2 separate regions of the Oryctolagus cuniculus genome follow, and region 2 is linked to region 1. Evidence: chromatin contacts called from public Hi-C data. All regions are on one chromosome and are shown on one strand. Each heading gives the region's core, a stretch centred on a gene start, on an enhancer-like site or on the middle of the called end of the contact. The rest is flanking DNA. Distances are from core to core; before and after follow the strand shown. Region 1 holds the start of TANC2 (tetratricopeptide repeat, ankyrin repeat and coiled-coil containing 2). Region 2 overlaps MARCHF10 (membrane associated ring-CH-type finger 10).

Region 1 (2,793 bases), core at 103-2,602:
ATGGAAGGGAAGACTAGCCAGGCAGAGCATGCAATCCTGACTGCTCTGCATCCTCTTGCAGCACCCGAAAGCACTTTGATTCCAAATAGCTTCCACAGTTGACCTGCCGTTTCGCAGGAGGGAAAATAGAGGGGAAGAAGGTCCAGGTGGAGGTGCAAGGGGACGGGAGACCTCGTATCCTCAACGAGGCTTCCCCGCGGTGGCTTTCGCAGGCTTGCCGCCCAGCTCTCAAAGCCACATGGCTGCGTCTCCACCCTGGAGGCGGAGCGGCGTCACACCTGCACCTCAGGCTCGCAAGCTGTGGCGCGTGCACTTCTCGGCAGACGGTCTTCTTCCTCCCTCTCCATTACCACCCCTCCCCGCGCGGTCGGTCGGTCGGTCGGTGGTATTTTTTTTTTTTCCGCCTCATTCTGATTCCCACCACAGCCAACTGTGGCACCGTGAAACAATCTAAAAATCACAATCGAAAGCCCAGGAAGCAAGAACTGACACTTGTAGGCTTCGATGACTCCAGGAGGGACACGTGCCTGAGGTGACCGAAGGTGGGGCAATCTAGAGGAACGGTTTTCTGGCCATCAAAGCGAGAGGACAAGCCCTGAAGTGGGCGCACGTGACAGCGGCCGCCACCTCGAGAGTGACATCACCCTGGGGGCGGGGCCGGGCTCTGCAGGGCCTCGTCAGCTCCTGAGCGTCTTCCCCCTTCCCCACCAAAAGCAGTCCACCCCGCCAAAGCCCCCGCCCCCCACCCGAGGAAGCGAGAAATGCCCAGACACCACAGAGCGCCGGGGCGCTCTCTCGCCTTCGCCCCCAGCCGCTCCCCGGCCCCGAACTACGGAGGGGGAGGGGCGGGGGCGCGCGCTCCACCACGCACGCGCCCCCACGCACGCGCTCTCCCTCCGCGCTCGCGCTCCTCCCCACCCCGGCCCGGAGGGGGCGGGGCTGCGGGCGGCCTCCAAGGGTGCGACGCCCCCGGCGCGGCGGCGGCGCTAGCGAGCGGCCGGCCGGGCGCGGGTTGCAGGGAGCGCTGCTGCGGCGGGGCCCGCTGGCACAGCCGCCTCCCGCGAGCCGCCCGCCCAGCGGGAGAAGCCGAGAGCGCCCCGAGCGCCGGGCCCGGGGCTGCCGGCGCTGCCCTCCCGCCGCCACCCTCCGCGCCTCCTCGGGGCGGCCCCGCCCCCGTTCCCATCCCCCTCGCGCTCACCTCCCGGCTGTGCCGCGCGCGAGGCGGAGCGAGGCGCCCGCCGCCGCCGCCGCCGAGCTGAGGGGCGAGAGGCTGCCCCCGCGCCGCCGCTGACAGGAGGACCGCCGCGGGCTGTGCTCGCCGGCCGCGAGGCCCGCCGCGCCGCACCCGGGCGCAGAGCCGCCACGGGGCGTCGGGGGGCAGCGAGGTGCTCTGAGAGACGCGGGCGGCGCCGGCGGGCGGCGCGATTCTCACCGGAGACCCCGAGGGCTGGGGCTTGACCCCGACGTGCAGCGATCCCCTCAGAGCGGCAGGTAAGAGCCCGCGGGGACCGGGAGAGGAAAGGTCGCTTCGGTGACAGGGGCGTTCGCCCGCAACGCCTCGGCTCTGGGGAGAGGGGCGGGGGCGAGCGGGGAGACGGCGAGGTGGGCAGCGGCGTGCCTCCCTCCGGGGCCCAAGGCTGGCTCCGAACGTGGCACCAGGGTGGCTTCAGAGGGGTAGAGATCGGCCGCTTGGCTGTCACCGAAGGTGTCCTGGAATGTGGTACCTAGAGAGTGTCTGCATGCCGGGGACCCGGGATGAGATGCGAGGCACAGTGCTGAACGTGGCGGGGAATGTGGTGCAGAACGAGTTGCAAAATGTGCCCCCAGAATGCAGCATAAAAGTAGTTGTGAAACGTGCCAGGTAGGGCACAGGTTGGGCTGGCCTGTGTGTCGTTGGAATGCTCGGTGGAGGTGTTATTAGTGAAATTAGTAATTCCTCTGGGAAGGGAGGTGTGGTATAATAAAAGATTAATAAGGCTCATGGCTAAGATATTTTACTACGGGAAATCGAGAGCAGCTATGGTTAGCTGCCCCCCCTCCCCGAGATAAAGTATCCACGTGAAAGAAAAAAAAGCAAATTGTGGCTGGTTGTGAGATGGGAAAGAAAAAATAGGGCTGAAATAATTCCAAGCTTGGCCGTCAGCGTGTAGAGCTCTGATACAGTTGTATCCTGTCTTCTGTTCCAGGTGTGGAATGTTTAGAATGGTTTTCACAAGACATAAACAATGATAATTAACATTAGGAAGAAGATTTGGTGTTGTGGGTGTCCTTCTCTGCTCCTCTCCAGGAAAATTAAAGGAAAAAACCCCACAACCATACCAAACATCTTGATCATAATTGTGAGTTCAAGATCATTAGGCAAATGGAAATATTTTTCATATGTGCTCCTTTCTTGATTTTTGCATTAGGTGAAAATATCTGGAATGAGGAAAACAAAACAATATGGTGAACAAAAGGGATACATTTTCAGGCATTTTGCGAGGTTGGAGCCAAAAGCTAGTGCAGTGGTTAATTACAGAATGGCAGTGTGAAATATTCTTGTGTGTGGTTGGTGTTGGGACCGTGAGATAAGAAAAAAAGAAAAAGGAATACAGAAAATTGGCATAAAGAGCAACAACATGGAATCTGTCAGTGGAGCGCTTCTTGCAGCATTTCCCAGGTAGAACATCCTAGGAAATGTGAGCACAAAAACAAAATGTTCAATACTCCCTTTCTCTCCCTCCCCTCCCTCTCTGTTTATCCATATATGTATATGTGTGTATATATATGACATTATCCACATGCTACCAACAT
Region 2 (2,793 bases), core at 190-2,689, 210 kb before region 1:
CACCCTCTGAGAAACCGCTATACCTTAGGTCTGACAACCACAGGCCCTTAGCTTCCCGCGTGGCCACAAAGACCTCAACACACTGTGCGCTGACCGGCAATGCCGCAGGTCTGAGCGCGGCTGTGCACAGCCCCAGTCCGGTGCCCCGCGCCCTGGTGCAGGCGGCCTCACCCGATCTCTTGTGATCCAGTCGTAGTTGAGTGTCATAATTTCTGCAAACCTCTGCTCGTAGAAGTAAAGCAGCAGCACCAGGTAGAAGCTGGAGTTGATCAGCTCGTTCTGTGCCTAAATAAGGAAAAGGAGGCTCCTGAGTTCAGCTGTAAAACATTCATGATCTGAATCACGGGGTGGGGGGTAACAAGGCTAAGGGGAACGAGAAATGGGCCAGGAGCCCAGGCTCCAAGGCCAGGCTGCCCTGGGGGATCAGGGGACAGAGCTGCAGGAGGACCAGGGTCGAGGCCAAGGCAGCCCGTCTCCTGCAGTTCTTTTTGTTTATGAGAGAGAGAGAGAGAGAGAGAGAGACACTCTCATTTGCTGGTTTGCTACTCAAATGACTGCACCAGCCCTGGGATCTTAGAATTCAACCCAGGTCTCCCGTGTGGGTGGCAGGGACCCAACTACTTGAGGAACCAGGAATTCAATCCAGATCTCCTGCATGGGTGGCAGGAGCCCACCCTCTTGGGCTGTCACTCCTGCCTGTCAGGTCTCCATGGGTGGGAAGCTTCGGTCAGGAGCCTGAGCCAGGTGTGGAACCCAGGTACGCGGCTGCAGGGCGCGGCAGGCCCAGCCACGTGGCTGAACGCCACCGCACTCTAGCTGTGCGGTACCTCCTACAGAGCACGCGCTGGGCAAGTTCCATTTGCCAGGCTCCGTTGCATTCCACAGCCATTTAACGAGCGGTTACTGAGCAAAACCTTGAGCTGGGTGTTGTGGGGAGCACAGGGCGCTGCCAGGGGGGCACCCCGTCACCTGGTGTGGAGGAGCGAGCCTGGCCTGCGAAAAGCTTCGACATAGGCTGCACGCACTGTGGGCTGCAGTGGAGATGCAGCGGGAGTCTCGTCGTTCCTTTGTTCTCGGACCCCAAGCTCGCACCTGGCGCTGTTCCTCGGCTTTGTCTTGGGCCCTGGGCTGTGTTTTCTTTTCCTCAATGGTGCTGCCAAGGGAGGCTTTGGCCATCAGGCTGGCCACGGCACTCTGTCCTCACCCCTGGGGCCCTGCTTGGACCTTCAGTAAGCCAGCAGCAGAGGAAGGAGGGGCGGCCTTTGAGCCCCTCCCTGGCCCAGGACAGATCCCTTTGGGTGGGTGGGAGCTTGAGAATGGGCCAGACTGGGCTCCAAAGCCACCCAGCCCCGGGGACTGAATCCCCAGCAGAGGACAGGGACAGGTCAGCGCCATGACGGTGACCGTGACTCCGCGCTCCCAGGATGACGGCAGTGGACTCAGCTCCCCTTCCTCCTCCCTCCTGCAGCCACCACCAGCTTCCCTGACTTGTTTCTCTGTTCCCAACGTGGCTCTAGGGCAGCTCAGGCAGGCGGTCCAGAACCCACCCCTTGCAGGACCAGGGAGCGGCCAGGAAGGGCGATGGAGTTGAGCGAGGATCCTCTGACCAGGGCCAGCTCCGGATCTCAGCCGGCTGCGGGCGCCCTGCTCCGGCTTCTCCACTGTCGCTAGACCCGTCTTGGAAAACCCATCTTGTCCTTAGCACTTCGCCTGCTATTTTTAGCCTTCCGTGGCAGGGTTTCCTCTGTTCAGCCAGCCCTGGCAAGCAGAGGGCCTATGGCTTGTTCTTGATTCTGTTCGAAGTACCTCTCCCACCCTCCGGGCTGGGACTCTTTTAAAGACTGTTCTCCACCCCCACCCCACCTGGCTAAGCCACCTCCTAACTGGCCTGTCCCTCAGGGGCTTTCCTGAGCCCAGGCATCCCCCAGCCCGCCCACGGTCTTCCTGCCAGGAGCTGGGGTGCACAGAGCCACTCTGAGGCGCCATGGCAAATCACTGGCTGGAGACAGGCTTGGGACGCTCAGGTTTGTCCAAGCATTCGGGGAAATCATTGACTTTTTTATGACTCAATAAAGCCGGGAGGCACGCAGATGGGAAAAAATCCACTAATGTTTTCTGCAGATAATTTCAGAAGCCACTGCTAGCGGATCCTGTCTGTTTTCTGGCCTGTGGGAGGGAACCTGTCACGTGGGCGGCTCCGCTGCTCTGTGCTCTGAGCTCCGGATGCTGCCGTCGATTGGAGCCGGCGTTCGTGTGGCTACTCCGGCTACTCCGAGCTGTCTGCACGCCGCGCCACAAGTGGGAGGGCCTGGCCAACGGAGGGAGCGCCATGAAATTTGTTCAGCAAGGGTTGAGCGAGCCAGATTCTGGAACATTCTTTAGCTTGAGGACCGCAGCCCAATCGCATCGCATTCTGAATCCGCTTTGTGCGATACAGAAGACTTCTGCAGAGCCCCGCCCGCCCGCCCACCAGCTGCATGTCTCTCCTCCTGCTCCCTACGTTTCTCTTAATGTTCGTTTTAGACAAGAGATTTGACGCTGATGGAAATTCTCAGCATCCGGGGAAGCACTGGAAGAAGCTGTCAGCCTGGATGAATACTGGAGCCTTCGAATGTGCTGGAGAGCCGCTCCCGACTCTGAGGGCGATCGGGTGCCTGTGTGCGGCCAAGGACACCTGTCCTGGGCTGAGACGCGGCAGGGGCAGCCCAGGCCTGCTGAGACCCTCGTGCAGGGCGTGGCGAGGCCTCCGGGAGCATCTCTCCAGCAGGCGGAGGGCATGCCAGGTGCCAGGTG

What was found. A called contact is a pair of places that touch in the nucleus more often than the background predicts.
Region 2: a Hi-C map of an unstated tissue shows a contact between it and region 1, with 4 times the contacts expected there. The contact joins the enhancer-like site here to the promoter of TANC2 in region 1. A contact is called at or near these places in 4 of 6 Hi-C or Micro-C datasets (ear pinna, embryonic fibroblasts, skin fibroblasts and 1 more).

The regions. Positions count from the first base shown.
Region 1 is chr17:15,689,756-15,692,548 of mOryCun1.1, reverse strand. TANC2 (tetratricopeptide repeat, ankyrin repeat and coiled-coil containing 2) reads left to right here and starts at 1,352. Exons shown (of 29, transcript XR_007911352.2): 1 at 1,352-1,491. LOC127484412 (a long non-coding RNA gene) reads right to left here and starts at 786. Exons shown (of 4, transcript XR_011383430.1): 1 at 1-786.
Region 2 is chr17:15,901,542-15,904,334 of mOryCun1.1, reverse strand. It overlaps MARCHF10 (membrane associated ring-CH-type finger 10), which reads right to left. Exons shown (of 10, transcript XM_070060508.1): 9 at 172-285. Among named protein-coding and RNA genes, the nearest start is that of MRC2, 62 kb to the left of the region's middle. Within about 2 kb of position 1,439, at least 2 of the 8 cell types and tissues checked have an H3K27ac peak or open chromatin away from gene starts, as enhancers often do.